Linked DNA regions of Mus musculus: region 2 is linked to region 1. Evidence: chromatin contacts called from public HiCAR-type data. All regions are on one chromosome and are shown on one strand. The core of a region is the stretch at or near the end of the contact, and the rest is flanking DNA. Distances in the headings are between cores, read along the strand shown. Region 1 holds the start of Terf2 (telomeric repeat binding factor 2). Region 2 holds the start of 4922502B01Rik (RIKEN cDNA 4922502B01 gene).

The links. HiCAR-type assays count read pairs that join an accessible place to other places.
Region 2: a HiCAR-type map of astrocytes shows a contact between it and region 1, with 8 times the contacts expected there. The contact joins the promoter of 4922502B01Rik here to the promoter of Terf2 in region 1. A contact is called at or near these places in 1 of 39 promoter capture datasets (cranial neural crest) and 1 of 115 datasets of contacts at active chromatin or transcription factors (astrocytes).

The regions. Positions count from the first base shown.
Region 1 is chr8:107,095,064-107,097,817 of GRCm38.p6, reverse strand. Terf2 (telomeric repeat binding factor 2) reads left to right here and starts at 1,270. Exons shown (of 10, transcript NM_001371065.1): 1 at 1,270-1,696; 2 at 1,794-1,889. The coding sequence starts at 1,309. It overlaps Mir7075 (microRNA 7075), which reads left to right and starts at 1,712; the gene lies at 1,712-1,793.
Region 2 is chr8:109,248,455-109,251,154 of GRCm38.p6, reverse strand. 4922502B01Rik (RIKEN cDNA 4922502B01 gene) reads left to right here and starts at 1,410. Exons shown (of 5, transcript NR_151498.1): 1 at 1,410-2,395. It overlaps D030068K23Rik (RIKEN cDNA D030068K23 gene), which reads right to left. Exons shown (of 10, transcript NR_126329.1): 9 at 1,232-1,298; 10 at 1-51.

The sequences.
Region 1 (2,754 bases), core at 21-2,520:
TACTCAGTATCCAGCTGCCTCTCGCCTGAGCCTGAGTCTTCCTTCCTTCCCAGTAAATTTCTTGTGTGTGAGGTTTGTCGTATAGTGTGACTTTGTGATATTCCTTGGTTCTTGACTGCCAAGATACTTTCCCCTCAGAGCTATAACTTTTACACTGGGTGTAAAGACATGGACCACTGCACCAAACTTAAAAATCAGATTTTTTTTTTTTTTTGTAAACAAAAATAGATTGTCCAAGCATGCTCTGGATGAGTTCATGAAAAGCAATTGGAATCCAGGAGCAACAAGATAGATGGTTCAGTGGATAAAGATGCTTGCCAGAGACTAAGCCAGATGACCTGATTTCAGTCCCTAGGATCCACATAATGAAAGGCAAAAACCAACTTCTAAAAGTTATCCTTGGATCTCTGTGTATACACACACACACACACACACACACACACACACACACACAATTTGTTGAACCCTGAGCTACAGGAACCAGAAATAGTAACTCAGTTCATTTTAATACAATCCTCACGATGTCCACTTGACAGAAAGGGGCACAGGTACACAAACGGAGAAGTAACTTGTTCAAGGTTTACACAATAAGAAGCAGACCTGTCAGGATATCAAGGCAGATAGTTTAGCTCCTGTTAAGTAAGGCAAACAGGCTGGAATCACCAAGCAGCTTGGATTACCATAGCTAGGATTGCTTTAGAGAGTGGCTCCAAAGCCATGTTGTGGATGGGCTCTGACATGAGTTCAAAACTAGCCTGGGTAACTTTGCAGGGCCTGTCTTAGAATACATTTTTACTAGGTGGCTGGGGACAGTGCACGGTTGATAAAGTGCTTGCTCTAGAATGGCGAGGACCTCCGTTGATTCCCAGAACAAACCTATGTTTTAAAAAGAAAAAAAGTAAAAAAAAAAAAAAAAAAAAAAAAGGCTGGCCATGTTGGCACTATCTCAGCACTGCAACACAGAGGCAGAGTTCTATGTCTTGAGTTCCAAGCCAACCAGGGATACACAGTGAGACTCTGTGTCAAAACAAAACAAAGTAATTTCTTTCTACTGTACTGCTTTTCACAATTTGCGAAATGTCTAACATTATGCACGCGCTTATTTTTCATATTCTTTACACTGTCCCAAGTCTGCAGCGTAGTCTTCAAAATAGCGCGCCTGGCTGGGCTGTGTGGACTCCAATCCCCAGCAAGCATTGCAGCAGACACAAGAGGAACTACGGATGCCGAGGAGGTGGGTAGACCCCCCGCCGCCTCGGTCCTTTCCCTCCCAGAAGCCCGCGGGCGGCTCGGAACCCCGTCGGTATCATGGCTGCGGGAGCCGGGACAGCGGGCCCTGCTTCCGGCCCGGGCGTTGTGCGTGACCCGATGGCGTCACAGCCAAGGAAACGGCCCAGTCGGGAGGGCGGGGAGGGCGGGGAGGGCGAGCGGCGGTCGAACACGATGGCGGGAGGAGGCGGGAGCAGCGATAGCAGCGGGCGGGCGGCGAGCCGACGGGCATCGCGCAGCGGCGGGCGGGCTCGACGGGGGCGACACGAGCCAGGGTTGGGAGGCGCGGCCGAGCGGGGCGCGGGGGAAGCTCGCCTGGAGGAGGCGGTCAACCGCTGGGTGCTCAAGTTCTATTTCCACGAGGCGCTGCGGGCCTTTCGGAGTAGCCGGTACCGGGACTTCAGGCAGATCCGGGACATCATGCAGGGTGAGAGCCGGCTCGGGCCGCGGGGAGGAGGACATGGTTTTGGGGGGCATGACTTGGGGTCCGGGGCTCGCGGAGCCAACCATGTCTTCTTTCCCAGCGTTGCTTGTCAGGCCCTTGGGGAAGGAGCATACGGTGTCCCGGTTGCTGCGGGTTATGCAGTGTCTGTCGCGCATTGAAGAAGGAGAAAATTTAGGTACGGCTATTTTTTGTGTGTTCTTTTCTGGGCTTACTTACGTAGGGTTTTGTTATTTTCAAACTTAACATCCGGAACTGAAAGATTCCGGGTTAAAGTGCACTACTGGTTCCACCGCGGAGGGCTTTTTCATTCAACAGTGGTTGAATTCTCTAATTCCGGTTTTCTCCAGTTAAAGTTTCTTGGCTGTCTTTTGTTTTGTTTTCTCCCACCTGTTAATTGCACACCCATTTTTATTGCTACAAGTAAGTTACGTCAATAAGGACACATCTTTCTCCCTCTTCCTCCAAATAGTAAAGTGGGAACACTCTCCCATCCACACACAAGTTGAACTTGGCAGCTACTTAACAAACTCTCTTCATTGTTGGCCCCTTGTATCTGAGGAAGTTGTGTTATTCTGGATTTTGGAGGCAAACATATATGTTATAATTGAGCTGTATTAAAAAGTATTGAAAGATAGTCACTTAAAATACGTTGAAGCCAGCCGGGCAGTGGTAGTGCACACCTTTAATCCCAGCATTTGGGAGGCAGAGGCAGGTGGATTTCTGAGTTCGAGGCCAGCCTGGGCTACAGATCCAGTTTCAGGACAGCCAAGGCTACACAGAGAAACCCTGTCTTGAAAAACAAAAAAGAAATATGTTGATTGGAATTTGAACCATATATCAAGGACATAAACAAATAAATGCAAACTTTACTGGGTCTGTATGGCCCTTTTATATTATTAGTTTTTTTTTTTTTTAATGACAGAGTCTTAAAAGAGTCTACATAGCCATAGCTGTTGAACTCACTGTGTAGACCAGGTTGGCCTCTGCCCTCTGCCTCCTGAGTGAGGAGATTAAATGCCTGGTTTGCATGGTTCTTTGTA
Region 2 (2,700 bases), core at 161-2,660, 2.2 Mb before region 1:
TCTCCGCCATGACACCATTCCGTTCCAAGCAGAGGCCGGGGTCCTGGACATCTTGAAAAATCAAAAAGAAACAAGGAAAACAAACAACAGATACAGCGACAGTCAGAGAAAATCATCAACCACCCAAACTGTTTGTCCGTTGCCCATGCCAAGGGTGATGTGGGCATCTGTTGCAGCAGAAGGCACTTGTGTGGGCTATTTTTGTTTTTTCATTAATTTTTTTTTGAGAGGGCAAGCTACTGGCTTATTTGCTACTCAACTTCGTTTATAATTAACTTAAAAAAACAACAACAACAACACACCGTTCAGCCAAGTCAACAACAAAGAGGAAAGGCAGACATCGGAAGAGAAATGCCTGAGGAATCGGCATGAATGCATGCCACAGCCGGTACCACTTGCCATTCGGAAAACCTCAGGGAAAGATGCCAATTTTATAGCTCCGAAGAAGGCAGAGAAGGAAACATAAAGGTCTACAGATAGAAATTCTAAGGAAGGAATACTGCTTTCCCAATCCTGGATGGAAATGGCACACAGCCTCTGCTGAGAGAAAAGAGGGAATGTTTAAAAGGAGCTATCTAGATGGGTAGACGTGAAAACAGGCAACCATCGAGTGCATATAGAGATGTGTGTAAGGCTCTGCGTGTATACAAATACACAGACTCTCTGACAAACTGAATGCTTAGCTATGTATATATTTTCATGCTATAGGTATGGGTACGTATATAGGTGTATATGGTTTGCACTTACACGTGTGTGGGGTGGTGTATGCATGTCTGAGAAGTGGGAGAGGATGGCAGAGGAAAGACTGGGAGATCTGAGTATGTACTTGTATGTGTGTGTGTATGCATCCCACTCTCTAACCCAGGTACACACAGAAGACAAAATAAAAATCATACTGGAGCAGCAAGCAGGCAGCCAGAGATTTATCTACATTCGCTGCTATCACCGGGGAGATGAATGGGGTCGTCTGAAGCCCCTTTACAAGATCCACTATGGGAGTGGAGGAGGAGGAGGAGGAGGAGGAGGAGGAGGAGGAGGAGGGATGCCACACACACAAGTACAAACTTGAAGGCAGAGAGATTTGGAAGGGGCTACCAGGCAAACCCTGGTGGCATGATGCTGAGGAGCAGAAGGGAAAAGAGCCTTGTCTCTATGTTTTAGGTGCTTAAGGAAAAAAAAAAAAAAAAAAGACATCCTGCAAAAGGGTCTGAGGGAAGCGGCTGGTACTCACGGTTTCTGCGTTGCTGTGAATCCTGAAGGTGTTCTGTTGGCACCGGGCGCTGAGCCAGGGGCAGGCGCTGGAAACAAAAGGGAGACACACACACAAAAATTAAAGTCAATTCAATGGGAATATTAATTGCTGCTCTTGTGGATTTTACAAAACACACAAACTGTTTTCATTTTTGTTCTTTTTCTTTTTTTTTTTTTCTTTTAATTGTGGATTGGCGCGTGCCCCTTTCGCATGGAATATACAAGTAGTTTGGGATTTACAGTCCAGTTACGGGACTCAGGATTAACTGCGCTGGCATCTTTTGGGCATATCCTTCCTTTTAATGAATAAGCTTTCGCTGTTAATGAGGAATAATCGTTTGGCTAATGAGCTTTGAAACATTAAGAGAAAAGAGGTTTTTTCCCCCCGTTAATCGCTCTGGTGCGACTGCATGGATGGATTACAAAAGACAGCACTAGTGCAGTACAAAGGTTGGGGGAGCTCCTTGGGAGTGGGAGAAGCACCGAGTGGGAGATGTGCCCCTGCATCTCTTCTTCCTTCTCTCTTTCCCCTCTCTCTGCCAACTGCTATGGGTTTCCATAACTCCGCAATCGAAGTGGATGGTCGGGAAGGATTATTATACAGAGTAAAGCCTCCGCTGTTAATGTCTCCAGTGTTTAATCATCATACAGTAGGATGGTTTTATGCATATTTCATTTGCATATCATTAAACTACGTTAGCGAGGGGGCACCCAGAGCCGAGAGGAGCACAAAGTTGGGAAGACAGGGAAGGAAAAAGAGATTCCCTATGATGCTTATCTTCAAACGGGGGCTTGTTCCTTCCATGATGTGTCTTCTGCCTTTCTAAAATCATTATGACTTGGAAACCTTTGAAGTTGGATACAACCTTGGATTCCTCTAATTCCTGCAGAGCGGTATATTTTTAAGATCGGCAGCAATGTCCCTGCACTAGACAATTAAAGGAATATAAACTCCAGTGGGCTGAGACTAGTAGCTCTTTGGGGAACACAGTGGCAGGAGCTTCTACAAATACCAACACTTAAAAAAAATCATAATAAAGAACGTCATACCAAAAACAAAGAAAGAAGACAAGAGATTTTAACATGTGGATTATATTTGTTTTGTTTGGGGGGTAATAAGCTAAAGAGAGTGAAGAAGTCATTGGTAATTTATCCCCTCATTAATGAAGTCACCCTTTTTATTTGTGTTTGTTTTTGTCCTTTAATTGTGAAGACCGGTGCTGTCGCAGTTTTGAAGAGGTTAACCAGTTATTGTGTAGCTCTGATCTTTCCCCCACCCCACACCTGACAGAAAAGAAAGGTGGTGGTTCGGGGAGTTGTGAGTACTGGGGATGTCTGGGGGGAAGTGGGAAATACAGTGAGTTCTTTGTGGATCTTATACATGCTCAACATATTAATTGAGGGCTTTTAAAGTTCCCTCAATAGGCTATTTCATTCTTGGTAAACCAG